Regions from separate parts of the Bicyclus anynana genome. Here region 1 is linked to region 2. A link is a contact called in public Hi-C data. All regions are on one chromosome and are shown on one strand. The core of a region is the stretch at or near the end of the contact, and the rest is flanking DNA. Distances in the headings are between cores, read along the strand shown. Region 1 has its middle 53 kb from the start of LOC112055895. Region 2 holds the start of LOC112049757 (zinc finger MIZ domain-containing protein 1).

Region 1 (3,346 bases), core at 570-3,069, 340 kb after region 2:
GTTAATAGAATGTTAGTTAAATTGACACAGAAACATCAATGAGTTCTTGAGCACTTGTCCGCATTTCTTGATTTAACGACCTTTCTGTTTTAGGTATACGAAATTGTAAGTTATTTCTAAAAATTCCTCAATATCACGTAAAAGTAACCTTTTTATTAATGTAACCTAAAAGTAACCAATGCAGTCAAAAAATCACCTAAAAGGTTACAAAAGTAACCTTCTGGCAACACTGGTCTTCACCCTACGATCACCCCATGTTCAAGGAGCGTAGGTATAGCTCGCGTTTCGACCTCTAGTATGAAGTCCAACTACTGGTTGTAATATCTTTTCTGTGGTATAGTGAATTAATAAGAATTGGCGAGCATCGTATGGTGAGATTGCAGTCAAACTGATACTAAGGTAGTTGCACATTTTTTTATAAAGGAATATGACAACGTGATAAATACTTATGCAATGAAAAACACTCTCAACACGGATCTAAAACAATAGGTACCTAGTAAGTGCTATCAGAGTGTATAAAACGGGTATTAAGGCAATGAGAATATGTTTTATAAGTGTATAAGCCGCAACGGTTCCGGCGGTGTATCGAAGAATGCGGCGCGTGAATTACCATGTTTAGGCACATGTCAGTTTGTCAATTTTGCTCTTATTTGGTTTTGATTAATTATTTTTTTTAATAGACTTGTTTCAGAGTTTGTTATTAAATCTGAAGCAAAATTGCCTACGCTATCGTCATCATCAAATCAGCTGATGGATGTCCACAACGACACATAATATGTCGTTTGTAGGGAATTTCAGACCCAATGGTCTTATAAATCAGCGACTCTTTGCGAGCCTTAGTAGGGGTATACCTACCAACCCTACGCTTTCTAGTGCGGAGTCGCCTTTTTCCCGCATCTTGGGAATTCTTTTAAGTATCTCTTTATTACGAATCTCAATCTCGTAAAGATTCTAATAATAATTAAGTAATTTTTAAAATCTAATTTAATACGTTATTGATATTCTTTTATATAATTAATTTTCCAAGTTATTCATACTTAATTGTAGTCGATCCTTAATTAATTGTTACTAACTCGAGGTGTCTTACGTAAAATATTTGCTATCTATGCTATATCACACCTAGATATTTAATTCTAATTATTATAATTAATGGGTAAATAATAAAAAATATAGACAGTTAAATACTTAATAATAATTTATTTAATAAGTGTAAATAAAATCATGAATCAAGTCCCAAAAAGCGAGTAAATAATTTACACAAAGTTTGCACAAGAGGCGAACTACAAAGCGGCAAAGTGAGCAGACAAACGTATCAATTACTAAATTGAATTAAATGCTATAAACCGCGCGGACAAGCGGCACCGCAAGCGATCGCCGATCCGCAGCGCATCGCTCGCATCGCATTAGCTACTGCCTACTGACAGATAGCGTACGTGTGTGAACCACGCACTTTACGTTACGTGACGCTTACACACGCGCCAACTTATACCTGCACCCCGCTTAACCCAAATTAACCTCTGTGCCCCCGTCATAACATCTCCACAGACACAAACATAACATTGCCGCTTACAAAACGCGCACCCGCCACCGCATCGGGTGGCGAAGTACGGCAACGTCGCGCCCAAATTTATTGTGACACAAACTACAAATCGGTACGCCTAACGCCATCTATGAGTGCCGCGGGAACTAGATGCTCGGCTTCTAGAGCGAGACGGAAGCACTTGACTATATCACTTTCACAGTCTCGTACTTCAAGCAAAGCGGTTTGCAGTGTACAGTTTGTTTGTGTCTGTAAACAGCGCGCCCGCCGAGGTGTACCGCGCATGAATGAAATGGATGACCCGCAGAATGGGAGAGCACTCTACATATACCGTAGGTGTGAGAGGGATAGAGTAAAAGCGCGAAGCGTGCAGCGTACATCGTTTATCAGATTACATGCGAAGTATCGCGAGCGTGGCGATGTTTTGACACGCGATAATCATGAGATAATGCGGGCAATCTCAACGACGTTAAAGTTGATATTGGCTTTTTATAGCGGCAAGTGGAGCGTTGGCAGTAGTAAGTAGACAGAATAATACCAAAATAAAAATAGCGCGCGCTGTTTGACTGACGTATGCAGCCAGGTGACTCTTCAATTTTACACGCAACAGAAAATTAGCGACCGCGCGTCATTTGTATTTGACAAATGTTTCGCTCGGCTTTAAATGTTTAGATAAGCTATCATAACAGTAATTTAATTTGCTTTAATTATTCATTGTAACATTTTATTATTTTTGGTAAATTTGTTTTATGTTGTTGTTGACCGATTAAAATTGTTACTAACATAATATTTTAAATATCAAACAAGATAGGTACTCTATTTATGTATCTAATTTTGTATTAGGTATAACGATTTTCTCTACCCGTAGGTACCTAGTTAATCCAAAATTAATTAATCCAATCTTTCAGTTTTTTTTTAAATAGAGAGAGAGAATTTTTTTTTACGTTGGTCTTAAAAAAAGAATTTGTACAAACACGCACAGAATATTAAAAAAAAACACAAATATCACTACCTAAGTAGATAGGTAGTTATTTTCTGTTATTTTTTTTTTAGATTTTAGCCTTAACTGATATCTTAGACTACTCTAATTCTTATTTAATTACCATTAGTACCCTAGGTCTACCATTGATAAAGAGCTCACGTATTAATTTAATTTACCACTAATTCAATCAAATAAATCAAAATATTTTTGAACATACAATTTATATCAAAGCCCTGTGTAGAGTATAAGCGATTCAATTTTTACAAAACTGCCATAAAATTACAGGTGCTGCCATCTGTTGATGAGTAGCACAAACAAATAATAATTATACATCAAAAGTAATTTTATTAAACAGGTAGTTAGTTTACACAATTTTAACCTTAATGTTCCATTGCTTAATAATTTACAGAGATGATCTAGAATAATCCTATCCTAGAAAGTTATTACAGAACGAAAGATGAAATCTTGATGTAGGCTCAACATTGCATTATCACAATAGAAAGTAGGTACATTTGTTTATAAATAAAATGCAAATCACGTGTTAAAATCTCAGACTGAAAATTCCAAAATCTCGTAGTAAATAGACAGCAGTAGCAATCGAAATTCCTTGACCGTTATTTCTGGATCAATCATGTTTATCTTATAGTCAGCTCCGTAAACGCTGCGTGTTATTTTAGCTTCGAATTTGTTTTCTCTTATTTTAGTAATTTTAGATGTTTTTGGATTTTCGAATTTTAGTTAGGCTTTTAGCGAATTGATACCACCCACAGAGTTGCATTTTGAGTGAAATCTTCTAATGTGTTTACTTTTAATTAATTAAATGG
Region 2 (3,233 bases), core at 132-2,631:
TCTCAAAAAAAGCTTGACGTACAAAGATGAAAATTTGCAGGGTGGTAGTTTATAGTAAGTAGGTGACCGCTAAGAACGAATTTTGCGATAATGCCGGATTAAGGAGGTTTTATATAAAAGCACGATAATTAAATAAATATTTTGTGTAATTCGTAAGTGTACTGACCTTGGCGCGTTTACCCTGTAGCCTATGGTATCCTGCAGAATATGATGCCTTTCTGAGTCGGGAGCTTGAGCTCCCGCGTAGCTTACGTTGGCTCCCGCGTATCCTGCCGTATTACCAGAGTGCGCCGTCCTGTCGAATCAACGCGCCTCCTGAAACACGACGTACCTCATTGATACTCGTCACCAGTGGCGTGCACAATTTTAACCAGGGTATGCACTTTATACAAAATGGAAATTTCCTTCTCCAATACTGGTAGGCAGTGCATTTTTTGCATCTATGAATCGCGCTCGTAACCTTCACAGAGGCAGCAATTTCCAATTTTCCTTTCCATTCTGTTCGTGTCACTGTTTGGGCTTGTATTGCGATGTTACCGTCTGTTTTTCAGACAAACTGAACGCCGCAACGTCAACAATCGACGAAACGTTCGCAAAAAATGCAACGTCACAACTTTTATGTAAGCAGATATTTAATAGAATATTTAATTCCGACAGATTATTTGTTAAAGTTGTAATTTTTTTTTTGTAAATAAATTGAATCGAATGCAGCATCAGTTTAATCGTATTTTTTAAAAACTCGCTACATCGATGTACGTGACGTGTCTACGTTGCCATGTCATGATCAGCTGAAGGAAAATTTGCGTAGCCGGACTCTACGACTGTAACGTTCGTAGCGCAATAATTATTACAGCCTGATTTATTCTCGCGAATGTAAAAAAAATTAGCTAAAGTAATTTTGATTGAAAATATTTTTTTTTAGCGACTAATATATTTTTTTGTCTCACAACAATTCACACACCTTTTAATTTAATTCACTACAAATCCTCCGCAAGTCATTAGCACTTTAATTTTCGTAATTCTTTCATATCCAAGGTCTTCTGTAAAAATCCAAATTGACAACACTTTGCAATCCTTTGGGTGGTCACTGCACTGTTTTGTGTCTTAAAATTTAAATGTCACTGCACAGTTCATAAAAACAATCCAAATCCAATGGGGGGTGGGTCACAAAATTTTGTCGTGTCACTAAAATCCAGCATTTGATAAATTAAACGAGTTGTTACAGTTCATAAACGGATCGCACTCTGCATTCAACGAAACATGATAGACGTGTTGCACGAGTGCCGACGCCGACGTCACTGACATCAAACAACCACACGTTCGACCGTCAAAGGTAACACTGGCTGGCGAACCGGCGACGGTGAGTGAGAGGTTGCGCCGCGGGGCGCTCCCACCCCGCGCGACGTTGCCAGCTCGCGGCGATAAAGTGGCGCACCCCCGCGTCCCCCCACCGTACGTCGACGTCTCGGCATTCTGTACTCGGCCGAGCTCGGGCGCCATCGTCATCAAGTAGACTCCCTGCCCCACCCCGCGTACTCGACGTTTCATTTCACGTAACGGTTCTCAATCGAGCGCGATACTGCAAGCATGATAGTTGCAGTAATCTTTCGCTAAATGATATTTGTATTGGTTACATTAGACGAGCGTATTAATTCGTCGTATACATGTTAATTCAATTGAGATTCTAGTTCATGCTAGTAAAGATGCAAATGTCTCGTACTGAGAGATTAATTAAAATGATCGTTTAGTCCGTTTGAGGCGCGGACTCGGTCGGCATTCGGCAAGAGCGTTCGTCTGCGACTGTGTCGGAGCATAATAATTAACAGCGATAAACAATGGCGAAGTCGTCCTCTGGTCACTACCTGCGCATGACGACAGAGGACAAGTGACTCGTCCTGCGGTGTCCTTGCCACGCCGTCAGCGTCGCACGTACACATTTTGCACACATCTTTAAACGACACGATGATTTGTTGATTGTTCACATATTTTCGCTTGCTCCGATTTAATTTATGTGCATTTTATATCGCAGCAATACAGTATCTACATGTAAAATCGGTTACAAGGTCTGATGAGCGTTTCTAGGCCTCAACACACACATGTAACGAATTATTAAAAAATAAAAATTGTAGGCAATTTTTTAACGTTGCTTAATGCCGTGAACAATAAGTCCGTTGTCAAAAATGACCATAAACATAAACGTTAATCCTCCATACAAGTTTTCTCGTAATAATCTCGTAGTTATGCCTCAGAATAGATAATGTGCGTGCGTGTGAGTCGTAGTAACTATGAAATCGTTTATTGATACGCTATAATTTTCGTCCGGCAGTCGCCGCCGACTGGAAAGTCAGGAAAGCGCGGCGCGCGCGCATTCGTCCGCGTTCCGATGCGCCTCCCCGCACATAATCTAATTCGTAAACAAATCTTATACATAATCTCTAAATATCGTAAAGTATATATAAACTAGCAGACACCAGCTTCGTCCTTAATTTTCTGATCCTAGTAACTAGTAACCTAGTTACAAGTATATAAAGAACTGACTTTCCCATTTCCCTCCCATCCAAAATCCGTTCTCAGTTATCTTCTACAACCTAAAAATTCCTGTAAAATTTTCGGTGTCTAAAAGTTTCAGACATCTCTATTTCTCCTAGGCTTAGTAGGCTTTACTTCTACTATTTTTTTGTCGACCTACATTGCAGTGTCTTATTTGTAACTTGATTTAGCAATGAAGTGCATGGTCATCATCATCATCATTATCAGCCGATGGACGTCCACTGTTGGACATAGATCTCTTGCATGGACTTCCAAACAAAATGGGTCGCCAGCATCCAGCGGCTCCCAAGTGTATGGATTTTGACATCCCAGAATAGAACACATTGGAAGAGGTAACTAAGGCCTACATGAATACGGTATAAAATAGTTGATGATGAAGAAGAAGAAGGAGTACGATTATGAATAAGAAACCTATTATATTAATTCCATGTTAACTCCTCAGTGCCTGAAGGCAAGACTTCGGAAAGTGCATGTTGCCAGTGACGACTTGTGGTTCCAAGTCTTGGTCGCTAACTATGGGCATTTTAGGAAGGCTCAGAGTCACAGCGATTTATGAAACTGAGTATCTCTGCGTGATCGAATCAGAAAAGAGGAGGAGATGAAGTGGCAATGGGCGGGGACGTTGGGGTATAAAGGTGATAGAATGGCGACCCCGCACTAGAAAGCGCAGTGTTGGTCGACCG

Evidence for each region. Hi-C and Micro-C count contacts between places; a contact is called where the count stands out from the background.
Region 1: a contact with region 2 is called in a Hi-C map of whole body, with 6 times the contacts expected there. The contact joins the enhancer-like site here to the promoter of LOC112049757 in region 2. A contact is called at or near these places in 2 of 2 Hi-C or Micro-C datasets (whole body and whole larva).

Annotation. Positions count from the first base shown.
Region 1 is chr12:10,229,517-10,232,862 of ilBicAnyn1.1, forward strand. No RefSeq gene overlaps it. Among protein-coding and RNA genes, the nearest start is that of LOC112055895, 53 kb to the right of the region's middle. Within about 2 kb of position 1,820, at least 8 of the 8 cell types and tissues checked have open chromatin away from gene starts, as enhancers often do.
Region 2 is chr12:9,894,119-9,897,351 of ilBicAnyn1.1, forward strand. LOC112049757 (zinc finger MIZ domain-containing protein 1) reads right to left here and starts at 1,382. Exons shown (of 11, transcript XM_024087782.2): 1 at 962-1,382; 2 at 167-315.